2 separate regions of the Mus musculus genome follow, and region 2 is linked to region 1. A link is a contact called in public Hi-C data. All regions are on one chromosome and are shown on one strand. The core of a region is the stretch at or near the end of the contact, and the rest is flanking DNA. Distances in the headings are between cores, read along the strand shown. Region 1 has its middle 25 kb from the start of Med27. Region 2 has its middle 18 kb from the start of Gm30761.

Region 1 (7,724 bases), core at 1,670-4,169:
AGGATCTGAAGATGAGAAATTACCGTGGTTATTTCTTTTGGCCCAGGGGAATCATGAAGATCCTTATAAGCACAAGGCAGAGATGCTACAGTTAGGAAACCATGACAATAGCAGCAGGGGCTGAGAGATGTACCTTGGAGGAAGGGCCAGGAGCCAAGGAATGAAGGAGGCTTTTAGAAGCTGGAAAAGGAGGCTGGAGAGAGGGCTGAGTTGCTCAAGTGTGACGACCTGAGTTTGGATTGCCAGCACCTATATAGAAAGCTAGGCATGGCAGTGCATACCTATAATCCTAGCGTGAAGGAGGTGGAGACAGAAAGATTTCCCAGACTTGGTGATCAGCCACTCTAGCCAAATTGGGCAAGATCCAAGTTCAGTGAGAAAATAAGGTGGAGAGCAGGTATGAAGACATTTGATGTCCACCTCTAGCTTACACACACATGCACGCACACATGCACACACACCCCAAAACCACACACCCATACCCATATATACACCCACACCCACGCCCACACATGCATACATACACACACAAAATAGAAACTGGAAGAGGCAGGGAAATAGATTCTCTCCTCAAGCCTCCAAAAGGAACACAGCCCTGCCAACATCTTGCTGAATTTCAGCCCAGTGAGACTCATTTCAGACTCAGGACTCCCAAAAGTTGAAGATAACAAATGTGTGTTATTTAAAGTTACTAAGTTTGCAGCCATTTGTGACAGCAGCCACTGAAAACACAGGCAGGAACCAACAAGCATCCACTAAGTGGCTGATGCTCCTAGTGTCTTGTGTCTTGGCTGAGGCTGTCCTGAGTCTTCATATGCTGGGGCTCTACTTTACAGATAGTCTCTCTGCATGCTCATTCTCACCAAGGGACTGTACGTGTATCATTTCTTCATGTCCCCATCCACTAGCTGGCATTCCCCTAGGGTGGGTGTCATAGATATCTGGGTCTATAGTCTTGGGTCTTCTGTCCTGAAGGTATTAATAAGAGTATGCTGGGCAAATGACAAGATGAGTAGATGAGCTGTCCCAGACAGCCCTGGCAGCAGGAACAGTAGGTCATGGGAGTCATCAGTCATTTCCCAGAAGTGAGATGCAAGTGAGGCCCGGTCAGTTCCCGAGAATTCAGGGGCAAAGCCAAGATTTGAAGTCAGCACTGTCTGACTTGATGGCCTTAAAGCCCATGTGTTCAGCTCCTCCATGGCCAGAACATGTCCCTCAAAGTCTGTGTGCTGCAACCTCAATCCCCAGTACAACAGTGTTGAGAGGAAGGGACTGAGAAGAGGTGTGCGCCTGCTCCGGGGCTTGGCTCTTGTGAGGGGGTTAATGTCGTTACTGAAGGAGTGGGTTGTTACAAAAGTTTGGTCTGGGGAGATGGCTCAGTCAGGAAAGGCTTGCTGTACAAGCATAAAGAACTGAATTCAAATCCCAGCACTTACATAAAAAAATAGGCATGGCAGTAAACCCTTGTAATTCCAGCACTAGGAAGGCAGAGTGAGGGACAGGCCGAGGCAGGCTGGTCTCTGAGTTTGAGGCCAACTTTGTCTACACAGTGAGTTCCAGGATTGCCAGGGCTACACAGAGAGACTCGGGGGCAGAGAGAGAGAGAGAGAGAGAGAGAGAGAGAGAGAGAGAGAGAGGTGGAGGGTGACTGAAGAAGACACCTGATAATGACCTCTGGTCTCTCTACACAGTCATGAACATATGAACACTTTCATAAGCATGTGGGTGCATGTGCACATGCATACAAAGTGAGTTCAGCTCCATTCTGCCTGGGTGGGCTCTCTCTCTCTCAGATACACACATACACATACACATAGGTACACACATACACATTCATACACACGCTCATACATCTGTATACACAAAGGAACAAACGTATTCACACATATATACACATACACACATGTACACACATAGGTACACACATGCGCATTCATTCACACACTCATGTGCCTGTACACACAGAGAAACACAAATATACACACATGTACACACATATACATGTACACACAAAGGAACACACACATACATGTACACACAAAGGAACACAGATGTATACACAAAAACATGTATACACAAAGGAACACACACAGGTGCACACATGAATATTCATTTGCACACTAGTATTCAGGAACACACATGTACACACACAGGTGCACACACGTACATTCACTCATACACTCATACACACACACACACACACACACACACACACACACACACACACACACCGGGCATACACACAGACACTTCTGATTTCCACCATGGGGTTTCATAGGAAGAAGCCCTTCAGCAGATGCTGGACCTTTATCTTGGATTCCCCCATTCCAGAACTCTGACCAGTGAATCTCCGTCCTTCATAAAGATCTCATCCGTGGGTACTCTGATACAGAAGCATAAAACATTACGACAACCACTAAACCAAAATTGTCCCTCCAGACTGTCTTCCTCTGGCCTCTTCCCACCTGACTGTTCCCACCCTTTGCTGACTTCTGCCCAGAGACCTGCCACTCCGGAGGCAGGAGCATCTTAATTAGGCCACCCTGCAGCTGTTAAGGGAGCTGCCTAGTCCCGGGTGGAGGTGGAGGCTTCAGTGACGAAACCCGCACTTAGCTATGCAGGGGGCTAGGAGCCATGGGAGCTGCCAAGTCACTCCGGGATTCTCAGGATTGGGCTGCGGTCCAGAACTGAGCGTCATCCTTATTATTGTTTTATCTAATCTGTTCTGAAGAACAACCATTTTGAAATTGGGCAAAAATACTGCCTAATATATTTAAACATATATATTTTTATTTTTGTATCATTTTAAAAATAAACCCATGGATGTACATTTTCCAAGCGCCTGCCTGCTGGATTCCTAATGTAATACAACATGACTCAGAGCTAAATTTAAAGAGAGAAGCACATATGTTTAACGCAGGCACCAACTTTCAATCTGGGGAGAACGGAGTCAAAGGGATTTTTTTTTAGCGTACGAGTGGACCCAGTGCAAAGTGAATTATCTCCAAGCCATCTGGGAAGTCTGGTGTTTTTCAATGCCTTCACGACTCTAATTTTAAGCCGTTATTTGGCCTTTAAATAACAATATCTTTTCTTTCCATTGGCTTTTGCACCAGATTCCGTATTTATTGCGATATTGACTCCAGAAAGAGACCTATCTTTGGGAGCAAAAAAGAGCAAAGTTATTGAACACATTACTCTGCAGATTGGCTCTGGAGTTGGGGGGGGGGAACAGCAGTCTGATATTTTGCAAATGAAGTTTGACATATTCTGGGATGGCATATTGCACTCACCAAAAACAAGCTGGTTGTGCCCAGAGGGGAAAGCTTAATTAAAACCCCTCAGCAGCTCGAGACTCGAGGAAAGACTCGGGTGTACTGTAAGTGACCTTCAGCATGCTCTTCAGACTCTCGTCAAAATGGTCTGATTCTGACCTAGAAGCAAGACAGCAAGCAGCCACACAACATGGAAATCGTAGCTCTGCCTAAGAGTGTCCTGGGATGTCAGCCAGAGGATCTCAGATAAATGTTCCTGTGTCTTTCCTGAATAGTATCAGTCCTGGGGACACCAGTACCTTTCTGACTATAGAAAGTCCTTCATAATATCAGACTGGAGCCCTTCCTCCCTAAAACTTCTCTGTATGTGGACTCTTGTTGTTTCCCTAAATAATGCAGAGGTCACTTCTCTCTGATCGACACGACTCAGTTCACCAGCCTGACCTTCTTCCTGCCCATCATCTCTCTCCCAATCTATGTACACTCAGCTCCACCAAGGAAAGAATAGGGCACTTGGGCAGACATTCCAGGAACAGTCGCATTGAAAACCCAACCATGGCAACAGGAAACCTGCTTGAACCTCCATAAGCCAGACTCATCCACTAGTCTTTTGATTCTGCTTTATTCCCAACCCTTCCATTCTTTCCTCTCTGTGTCCTCTCAGAAGACATGGCCTGGCTGGAGCCCAGATTCTAAGTAGTAGAGAGGTTCTCAGAGGGAATGACCTGGAGACTTTACACACTATCCCACCTGACAAGCCTTGGGCCCTCCACTTACACTCCAGTTCCTCCTATTCAAGGAGAAAAACAAGCCCCAAACTAGCTTGCCCTGGGTCTGCTAGCTTGTTGTGGCTGTAGAGTCCCAAGGCGGTTCCACTCCCTAGTAATGTTGATCTGTAGTGTCCGTGTAGTCTCGCCCTGAACTCTGACCTCAGCTCTCTTTTTCCTCTTGCCCTCCCTCCCTCCTGTGCTCCCAGCATCTGCTTTCTGTGCTGTCCTTCAAGGCTTTTTTCTTGCTATTCCTTCTCATTGGAATGCCCTTCCTTCCTATTGATGACCTCATAGCTTGACACCAGGGACACCCGAAAGATCTTATTGGAACAACTTACCAAAATAGCCGCCAGGGGTTATTTGATGGTTCAGAGGGCAAGCCTGTTGCTGTGCAAGCCTGGTGACATGGGTTCAATCTCCAGAACCCACGTGAAGGTGGAAGGAGAGAACTGTCCTCTGACAGCCACATCGTATGCCCTGGCATATGTGTGTGCACACACGAATAACAGTAGTGAATAAATGCATACTTAAATAGCCACCTCCTTGTCATTCTATCCATAATTCTGTTTCATTCCCCCTTTAACCCACCTCACTACATGGCACATCACCCATTCCTTCAGATGATCTGTTTTGCCTCAGTAAAGAGATGTCTTTATCAAATGATGTATCCTCTGATATCCTCTGAGCCCAGATCATTGAGTATCTGATTAATTTGTGCACGTTGCATGGATGTTCACGAGCCCATTTACAGAGCTAAAGAGCATGCCACAGACAGACCTGAAGGTGAGTGGACTTGTCCTATTGTGTTCTCTCTCACGAGCTGGTTCTGACCTGCTCTTGTCAGCTGACTGTCCTCTCCTGCCTGGTTCACTACACAGTATCCCAATGGCCTTGCCCCTATGGCAGCGTCAGTATAAGTTGACGCATAGTTCTGCCTCTCTTGTTAGTAACAGTTCCCAGAGAATGATCACTCAACTAGATGCCAGCGAGTACTCAGGAAACATAAGATATGAAATGGAGTGATGTCCCCTCCTCTGTCTGCACCCAAAATGGAGAGGGTTGCAAAGGTGCAGCTTGAGGTATTTTATTTTATTTTATTTTATTTTATTTTATTTTATTTTTGACACATGGTTTCTCTGTGTAGTTTCCTGGCTATCCTGGAACTCATTCTATAGACCATACTGGCCTCAAACTCATAGAGATCTGCTTGCCTCTGCTTATTTATTTATTTATTTTTTAAAGATGGAAACCTGTCTTTCCTAGTGTTACGTGGAGTGCTGGTTAGCACTTGGGTACAGTTTGGGATGATGAAGAGTGTGTGATGCTGTCCTCCACGATGCTAAAGATAGTGTCAAGTGCCAGTCAGCACTCATGGAGGAGATGTCCAGGTGGGTGTGGTGGTGCTGACTGGTGCATGCCTGAGTCTGCAATCCGGGCACTCGGGAGGCAGATGAGAGAGGATCTCCTATCCAAGGCCAGCTTAAGTGAGACGTCATCACAGAGAAAACACATCCATTTGGAACTTAATAAAAAGACAGACCGGGGCCAGGGATTCACCTGCCTTTGCACTGGAACTGCCAGCACTATTCCTATGGATGTTTGTTTGTTTGTTTTTTGGTGGGGATGAAACTCAGGCCCTCACTCCCACAAGGTGAGCACTTTACTGGTGGAGCCACACACCCCATACAGCCCTTTGTCCATTTATAAGCTACTCTTCTATTTTTGTCTATTTAGGGGTGTGTGTGTGTGTGCACACGTGCGCACGCGTGTGCGTGCACATATGAATTCAGGTGTTCTTGGATCCCGAGAGCTGAAGTTATAAGCCATTGTGACCCACCTGACATGGTTACTGGGAACTGAACTCTGGTCCTCTGCAAGAGCAGCAAGGCATTCTTAAAACTCTGAGCCATCTTCCCAGCCTTCGCCTCCCATCTATTCTTTATTAGATTACTGTGAAGTTGCTCTTGCATCAGCAGCTGTGGGTGTGTATTAGTTACTTTGCTCTTGCTGTGGTGAAACACCATGACCAAGGCAACTTATTGTCTATAAGTTCCAAATTAATGTATTTTTTTCTTGTAACAAGGTCTCACCCAAGCTGGCCTTGAACTTAATATCCTCTTGCATCTGCCTTCCAAGAACTCAGATTACAGACTCAAACGTGCACCGGTTGATACCTCCACAGCTGCCTGGAGATCTTCTCTATGCCTGCTGAATGACACTGGACCCATTAGCACTGAAGATCATTGAATAACCTGAGTTCCTCATCTCCTTGAACCTTACTCGAGCGCTAGCCAGCATTCCACTACGCTAGAAAGCACAGGTTCCCATCAAAAGGGCTTATTTGCGCACATGGTTCCAAAAATTTAGAGTCGGTGATGCAGAACGGAAGCCTCAGGCTGCAGACATAAGTGTCTGGACTAGAAGCTGAGGACACACACCTCATACCTCAAGCAGGAAGCAGAAGGGGAGCTCAAAGTGGCACAAGGGATTGAAACCCCAATCCCAGCCCCAGTGATATACTTCCTCCAGCAAGGCCACACCTCCAGAGCCTCTTCAAACAGCACCATCAACTGGGGACCAAGTGTTCAAAAGCCAGATCCTGTGAGGAATATTCCCATTCTAACCACTATAGTCACTGAATTATCGCCTTGAGTTGGGGTAAGCCCGGGCCTCACCACCCTCTTTCCTCAACCTCCAAGTGCTGAGGTCACAGGCATGTGCCACCATGTCCAGCAACAGATGCTGAGAATCCCCTGTTTTTAGAGATGCGAACCAAAAACACAAGGAGATTTCAGTTCTCAGTCTCTAGGATGGCTAGAATCAGTGAGCATACAGTAAAGAGTGTTGGCAAGCAGGGAGAAGGCATGCTTATCATTGCCGATGGGAGTGTCAGTCACTATGGAAACCAGTTTGGCAATTTCTCAACCATCTCAAGAGTTACCATATGACTCAGCAATTCTACTTTTAAATAAATATCCAATAGAATGAAAAAAATCCACCCAAGCACTTGTACACAAACCATCATAGCAATGTTATTTGTGATAGTTACCCCCAAGTTGGAAACAACCTAAATATCCCTTAATTGTCATATGTAATGACAAATATGGAATGCATTTACTTCTTTTAGATATAAGAAGTGGCAAAGTATGGATGCACATCACTCTGTGTCTGACACAGCAGAATGGTGTGCTGAGTAATGCTGTAAGAAACTATCTGAGCTGTCACACACACACACACACACACACACACACACAAACAAACAAAAAGTGTACAGTGCTGTTCAGAAACACCCAGGGGGGGCTTCTGCAAGTTTAATAGAGGGCATCCTATGGAAGCAAGGCATGTATTAACAAGAAAATGTAATGCACAGAAAGCAAATTTCTGCCCAGCTAAGGGCAGGGAAAATGAACCCTTCTGCATGACAAATGAATTCCCCACATGTGTAGGATCACAGTGCTGGTTGGCAATCAATGGTTTAACTCTTCCACCCAATGAGCAGAAAGGAGCCATCTCTGTCTGGAGCTGTCAAAATGCATCTCAATAGCCCCACAGCCCAGGGTCCTTTCTACTTAGAGACTTCTTGGTGGCATCAGTGGGCAGTCTTTAAAACTTCTATTAGCCCAGGTTAGTAAAACCTTATACTTCTCTATTGCACTGATGTCCAAAGCAGCAGGAGTGC
Region 2 (7,724 bases), core at 1,657-4,156, 240 kb after region 1:
GTCGGGTGCTCTTACCCACTGAGCCATCTCACCAGCCCCGAGATACATATCTTAAGGTGCTGCTGAACCATGCACCCCCACATGTGGTGTGTACCCTCATCATGTCAGTCTGGACCTGCTGTACACAGATGGGGAAGCTGAGTACCCAATCTCATGTCAGATGCTCAGCCCTTGCCAGTGACTAATGCCAACCAAGGGCCTCATTAATACCTGAGGAATGGAGGTGTTTGGGGGAAGCCCTGAGTACTCAGAGGCACAGGGAAGGTTTTGGGTCCTGAGGATACAACATGGCCAGAGGGGTCACAGGCAGAGGTCACTCCGCTGGAGCAGAGCCTGCCACCAGCTGAGCCTTGCAGCCTGTGGCCTGAATGCCTTCCAGATCCCCACAGGACCTCACTGCCCTGCCAGCTCAGGGCAGCTGCTATGTCGGACAGTTCTAGGGAAGCCGAAGAAATCCTTCACCCTGCCCCCAATTGGCCCCTAGCCAGAGCTAAATGGCACTCAGAATTGGAGAGAGAGAATGGGTACCCTTGCCCATAGGGCACCTGTGCCAGGTGGGGTCCATACCCAGGCACGGGGTGCCAGCATCCTCTTTTGACTCCTGTCACTCTGTCTGAGATACACCTGACAACTCAGGTTGGACAGAAATCCACATAGTTTTCCTAGCCAGAGGAAAGAGGACTGGGCTGGTCGGAGATAGGGAAGGTTTAAGCAGAAGTCAGCAGCTGGAGGTGGGAGTAAAGTCCACAAGGACAGAAGGAACTTCATGTGTAAAGGCCCTGGGGTGAGAGCTAAGGCATAGGAGATTCCGGGAACAAGACTAGAGTGGCTGGAGGTGGAGGCATCCTGAGATGGGCCTGGAAGGGCAGGCAGGCCAGTCTCTTACGTAGTATGGAGAGGACTACTAGACCCAGGAATGGGTGGTGTTCACCGGGGATCTATAGAGGTGTGGGTGGGCACAGAGGTGACTTAGCTGGTAAAGACAAATACTACTGAGATGGATGACCTGAGTTCAATCCCCAGCCCCACATGGTGGAAGGAGAGAAGTGACTACCACAAGTTGTCCTCTGACCTCCACACACATACCCCCACATATGCACACACATTCATAGACATTCACACACACACACACACACACACACACACACACATACATACATACATACATACAAATCAATGATGAAAATAAAATTTTGAAAGAAGAGGCCCAGGTTGACAGCTGTTCTGCTATGGGTTCTGGGGTACAGGTTCAGTCCCCACTTCCTTTGTGGACAGCTTTGATCTGTGCAGTCCCAAGGCACCTCTAACTGGCATTCCCTTTAGATATTTTGCTCATGGTCTCCTTACGTAGACCCTGGTAAATAAAGGCAGGATGAGTCTGTCTGTGCCTCTGCTCCGTATTTGTCTGCTTTACTATGGTCACATGCCTACAGCCTGTGTGTCACTCACTCTTGTCTAGAACCAGGAGGACCATGACCTTCTCAGTCTCCTTCAAAGCCAAAATTACGAAGGTAAGAGTGGAAGGAAGCCTTATCAGCTTCCAATGTTCTGTTCCAGGCCCTGTAACATCCTAGCCATTGTCCACATGTCACCTTAGATTCCAGAACTAGCAGAGCCTCATAGGACAGACAGACCAGCACCAGCTGACAGTGATTGTTCGAAAGGAAGAGGACACACCTTGCAACAGGGATGTCCACCTCCAGAGCTCCAGCTTGTCCCCTCGGGCAATAAGGACTTTCTCAGAGTACCCTATAGACCTGAGGCAGGCACATTTAAAATATATATATATATTTATTTTCTGATTTTCATTTATGTGTCTGTGTGAGCACAAGTGTGTGTTGAAATCAAGAGAGGACGCCAGATGCCCTGGAACTGGGAACTGAACTTGAGTCCTCTGCAAGAGCAGTGTGTGTGCTCTGAATGGCTGAGTCAGCACACCTCTTGCGCCCCTCCCCCGGGTGCAGTGGGGGGAAGGGGTACCTCTCCCAATTCTACTTGAATCTAAAGTTTGAATCCTCACATCAGTTCCCTGAAGATGGACCTGAGACCCTTCATCTGCACTTTGCAGTGTGCACACACTAGTGAACATTTTGCAGTGTGCACACTCTGGGGGACAGCTTCTCCCTGCTTTCACCACCACAGGCCTCTTTAGCTAGCACGCTGGATGTATCAGGATGGTGGCCAAACCAAGCTGCTGAAGCCCCTGGAGCCAAGGCTTTTACTATAAAAACTACAACCCAGCACTCACCTCTTGAGTAGCTCTGCCCTAGGCACCCACATGGACAGTTCTCCCTACACTTAAAGGGGTTTTCTAACTCAGCTCAAATCAGCCTTAGGGTGGCTACCCACAGGAAATATACATTGTCTCTGTCACCAGAAGCAATGGTGCCCCAGCTTCCACCCCTTGGCCTCAGCAGCTTGTTCGGGCCCCAAGCAACCCCTGGACATTAGCAAGGCTAACTGGCTGAGGGGCACAAAGGAGACTGAGAATCCAGTGTGTGACCAGTCCTGGGGACGACCTAGGCTGTCCATACTCCCTGCCCCCACACCCAGTTACATCAAGCCTAAAGTCCAAGGTCTCTCCAGGGTGTCGAGTACCAAAACTCAAATCGACGCAAAGGGTGAATGAGATCTCCACTTCCTGTCCTGTACAGCCTTCTACTCATGAGGCGTGCTCAGCTATGTATCGGGGGCGTGTCTCCTTGCAGCTTGCTGCCTCCTGGTCCTTTCTGTCCACACAACTTGAAATTCTCTCCAAGGCAGGATCTACAAGGGCAGCCAAGAGGCCTCCTTCCACAGAGGCAAACAACGCTCACCAGGACTAGCTGTTCGGCAGAGTCACACAAAGCTAGTCGGGTTTTTTTAATTGGCCAGAGGCCTAGAAACCGACTGGCTCTGAGAGAACTGACAGATGGGATCCTATATGAAGTGACTGAGTCACTCAGCTCAGAAAGCGAAGAGCTTATTAGTCAGTGTCTCAAAGGGCTGCAACTTCACCGGAAGCCTTCGGGCCCAGCCAGCTGGGACTGCCTCACCTCCTTGACTGGCACTAACTTTGCCAGAGGATCCACAAGCCCAGGTATGGAAGCTGAGTTCCCACAGGCCTGCCTTGTTCCTGAGGTCCGGGCTTGCAGGGGACTCAAGGGGTTCCTGTTTGTTTACTCACAGGCTAGACCAAGCCAGCAGCTCTCCCAGCGCCATCTTTGAAGTCCTACCTGGGTCTGAGCTTGAAGTGGTGTGACCCAGGAGGCTCCACATCCTAGGGACCCCGGACCATAGTAGCTTGGGATGTGGAATCTGGCCAACTGTTCATCAGGGCAGTCTATTCCTTGTTGACCAAGAACCACTTGCCAGGTTGTCTGTCTTCCCTACCCTATTTCTCCCATAACCTGCCAGAGGGTTACCTGAACTTGACTACACACACACACACACACACACACACACCGACACACACACACCGACACACACACACACACACACATGTTATCTTCTAAAAGCTTAGGCCAAAGCCACAGAAAAGAGCCAGATGTTCTGTCAGGGTTCCCAAAGAGACAGAGCCCTAGATCACCTGGAATGATCTCTAACTTGGCCAACACCTGCTCAGCACCCACATCCCCAGCACTGCACGGGTGATGCACAGGTGCCCTTGGTGATGCTGGGACAGACCAGCAGAAGAGGTCCCTGCACCCATGGGGCTGACAACTGCCCTTTTTTTACATGTTTGCAAAAGAATGTGCCTGTGTGCTAGAGAGTTGGCTCTGCAGTTAAGAGCATGCAGACTCCTCTCGTCAAAGACTCAGGTTCAGGCCCCAGTGCCTGACAACTGCCTGTAACTCCAATTGCAGAGACCTTCCAGGATACCTGGAGTCATGTGCACACACACACATGCATATAATTTAAAAACACATCTTTGAAAGCTAACTACAAAGAAACTGAGCATACATACACCACCACCACCACCATAGGTTGAAGGTCAGCCTGGCCATACATTGTGCACAGGGAACAGGAGGAAGGCTTCCACCTACTCAGAGGATCCCACCCTGCCCTCAGGACTTCATAGCCTGTGCCCTTTATGGTCACTGTCCCCTACGGCCACTTTACGCACTTGAAAGCTTTAGACTGTTTTTCTTCAGAGACCGAGGGACCATATATCCCCATCTCCATTTTTGTTCATGCTACAGAGGCCAAGCAGGGTCCAAACATCAAATAAGCCCTGAGCCCCGAACTACACCTGCTGCAGAATAAAGAATCAGAAGGGGAGGGGCTCCCACCCCTGCTGGGTGGGGGGAGAGCAAGGATGGCTCTCTGATCCCTCATTGGTCAAGTTCCCAGAAAGCATTGCATCCGAGTTCCCCTTCTCCCGGAGCGTTTTTTTGGCCGCCTGCAGGCCTGCTCCTCTGTCCACCGGCCTCTCCCCGAGGAAGCCCCTGGTGTCCCCAAGCGGAGCGCCTGATGTAAGCTCCCATCTTCCCACCAGCAGCGGATCCATTCAGGTCAGCCCAGGCAGCAGGCCAGGCAGAGGGTCACTGCTAACTATATGCTAATGAGAGCTGAGGCCAATCAATCCGCCCTTAATCAGGCAACCACTGTGCACAGCAGGTGTGTCCAACCCTGGCCTAGGGGGAGGGTGAGCAAGAGTGGGGTGCAAAGGGGAGAGGAATAGAGAAAAGGAAAGGGAGGGAGAGAAAGGAGGAGGAAAGGCAGTTGAGGAGAAGGGAGGGAGGGAGTACAGGGGACCCATGGTCTCAGTCCCTTAGGTACAGCCTCGCTTGCCTTGACTGGCTGTCCCCAAGGTCCCCAAGGACCACTGGCTGCAGACTGAAAGAACCAACGGAAAAGAGAAAAGAAAAAAAGGTGTGGGGCGGGGGTGGGGGGTATCATCTTTCTAATCAACTCTCAAAGCTGCAACAGCTAATGAATTCTTTGGAAACCCCAGGGCATGTCTGCACAGAGAGAAGCCAGACTTCCTTCCTCCCCAACCCCTCCCTCCTACTCTCTCCCTGCCTGGAGCAGCCAAACAGGATGCCCGATCTCAGTGGCTCCTGGGAACCTCTGCAGGTCTCACTTCTGACCTCGGGACAAGGCCACCCGAGGTCGCCACCCTTGCAGTGCCAGGGCCTTGGATTCCTCTAAGCTGAGGGCACAGGGTAAACAAGGACCAGCTGTGGTTATCTCTTTAGCACCTACTGTATGCAAGTTTTAATCTGAATGCTCCCTCACAGCCTGTGAGCTAATGACTGTATTACAGATGACAAAACGGAAGACTGGTTACACTGGGATACAAATCTGCCAGCATCTCAGGGTAGGAGTGCTGCGTGACACTACTCCTAGGGAGAAGTGAACACCATTACCCCAGTGGTCCCAGGGTAGACTTAATGTCTGACTTGATAACCAGTGAGATTCTTGAGGTTTCTTAGAGAGCAGAAATGAGTCAAAGGCACCTGTATCAACCCACCCCAGCATGGAGGACAGCTGGGAAGAACTGGGACCTTGGAGCTCTCTTCATGACAGGCAGGCATGACTCAATAAAGCAGGGAGTCTCCTCTCCTCAGCAGGCCTTACTGATTATACAAGGGGAGGGACCTTGGCATCTGCTAAGCTTCAGGGATTTCCTGAGACTTAATTGTTTACTTCTGGAATTTCCCTTCTAGATGAAATGTTTCCGTTTAGAGGAAACTGCTGTACAACAGGAAGATTTGAAGCCCACTCTAGTGGCTACAAGGTCATGGTGAGTCTGATTTCTCCCAGAGCTCTAAGGTACCCTGGCTCCCCAGTCCCCCTCCTCACATCTCTGCTGTACAGAGCCCTAGATCACCTGGAATGATCTCTAACTTGGCCAACACCTTTTGTCTTTGAAGCCTTGAGTTCACACCTTCTCTGGCAATTTCTTCTCTCCTTTTAGAAAGTGCAGAACCAGTAGGTTTGACAGCTAAGCTTTATTTGTGATTGTTCTGACTGGCTGTGTGACTAAAAGCAAACTGCTTGTTATCTCTGTCTTGCTATCTTTGGGCTGTCTCGGTATCTCTGCTGGTGTATGACACGGCACACAGGATACCAGCACCTTCCAAGGCCTTTTCCATGCCTCATTTACTACTGCCTCACCAGTTGAATCAACTAAAACCCAAAGAGGTTAATAACTTATCAGAGGTCGCCCAGCAAGCCAGAGACCATGCATTCAGAGCTTTGGCAGCCTCTGCTCCAACAGTCCAGGTTTCCAGCGAAACCTCACTCAGAGCATCTCTAGTGAAAAAGAAGGGTAATGGAGAGAGCCTCGCTTTACAGGGAAGGAGGTCCTGAGGGAGAACCCAGTGTCTAGAAGGACCAGAAGGAAATGCTAGACAGACATGCCCAAGGCGGGAAACAGCCACATGGAGTTCAAAGTAGTTGAGGATAGCCCAAAGAGTGAGCGCATGTCCAGTTCCTCGACTGAAATCTCCAGGGTTCAGCAGCTTCCTGTCCCACACCCAGGCTGAGCTGAGGAAGTGACTGGGCCTTCCCTCTGCTGCTGTGAGCACAGCGCCCCCAGAACCGTCCATCAGACCAGTGGTTCCCAGAGATGTGTGTTTCTTTGAAGACACAGACTCTTTCTATGCCTTTGTCTTTAACCCTCTGGCAAATGGCCCACTGTAGCTACTGGTTCCACACAGAGCAAGCCTTCTGGGCTCACCCACTTCCTCCATCCTGCTTAGGCCACAACCTCCAGAAAGGCAGAGAAAGATGGTTCATTTCCATCTGCTATGAGCAGGTTGCTGTGAAGTGCAGGCAGCTGTGCCAGGTCACTAGGCCACCAGGCCACCAGGCCACCAGGCCACCAGACCACCAGGCCACCAGGCCACCAGGCCTGGGCTTTGGAGGACTGGGGCCATGACACTCGAGGACAGTGGTGTGTCTCAGGGCTGAAGGCCCTGCTATCCCAGCAACTGTAGGATTTGGGCAATCTTTATCTCATTTCACAGGCAGTAACCTGAAGCTGGGGAGAGAGATCAGTGACTTACCTGGATGGCGCCGCCTGGTAATTGATAAACCCCCTTATCTCAAGTTGCCTGATGGGCTTGGGAGCCTGGAGGCTGCGATGCTCTGGACGCTGACACCAGAGATGGCTGCCCGGGATGTCCTTTCCCTCTGTTCTCTCTGCTTTGCCATCTTTGGAGGCGAGAAAGGCCTCTTCATTCTGTACAAGGGGCATCACCCAGATGGCACTGCAAGATCTGAGTGACTGGGCAGTTTCAGTCTGACTCCTGCCTGGACCCCAGCCCGGGAGAGAAGCTTCACTCCTGGATAAGCTGGCTTCCCATGGTGGTAGCGCCTTGGTGCTTTCCTGCTCAGCATCGATCTGGACCTTTAGAGTAGGCTGACCTCCAAAACAGGTAGAGCCCACACCTCAGTGACTCCACACAGGAAGGGTGTCTTTTTGCCTGTGTCTTGCTCAGGGTCTGCTCCCGTAAAGCCAACACCTCAAGCTCCTGCCAACTCCCACAGAGTAACACCCCAGAGTAACACCAGACAGGAAGGAACACCATAAACTTGGCCAGCTAGGTAGCAGCAGCTGCCCATTTCTATCACTGTGACCAAAAATAAATAAATAAATAAATAAATAAATAAATAAATAAATAAATAAATAAAATAAATCAGAAGCCATAAATACTATAAGAGGAATGGACATCACCATGTTCCAATAAAGTTTTATTTCCAAAAGCAACAAGGAGCGGGCCGAATGTGACCAT

What was found. A called contact is a pair of places that touch in the nucleus more often than the background predicts.
Region 2: a Hi-C map of cerebral cortex shows a contact between it and region 1, with 1.8 times the contacts expected there. The contact joins two enhancer-like sites. A contact is called at or near these places in 1 of 15 datasets of contacts at CTCF or cohesin (embryonic stem cells), 9 of 484 Hi-C or Micro-C datasets (the Ba/F3 cell line, the G1E-ER4 cell line, Th1 cells and 6 more) and 1 of 9 other capture datasets (embryonic stem cells).

Annotation. Positions count from the first base shown.
Region 1 is chr2:29,317,707-29,325,430 of GRCm38.p6, forward strand. No RefSeq gene overlaps it. Among named protein-coding and RNA genes, the nearest start is that of Med27, 25 kb to the right of the region's middle. Within about 2 kb of position 2,920, at least 22 of the 459 cell types and tissues checked have an H3K27ac peak or open chromatin away from gene starts, as enhancers often do. A contact at or near this core is called in cerebral cortex, where this site is marked.
Region 2 is chr2:29,561,270-29,568,993 of GRCm38.p6, forward strand. No RefSeq gene overlaps it. Among named protein-coding and RNA genes, the nearest start is that of Gm30761, 18 kb to the left of the region's middle. Within about 2 kb of position 2,907, at least 30 of the 459 cell types and tissues checked have an H3K27ac peak or open chromatin away from gene starts, as enhancers often do. A contact at or near this core is called in cerebral cortex, where this site is marked.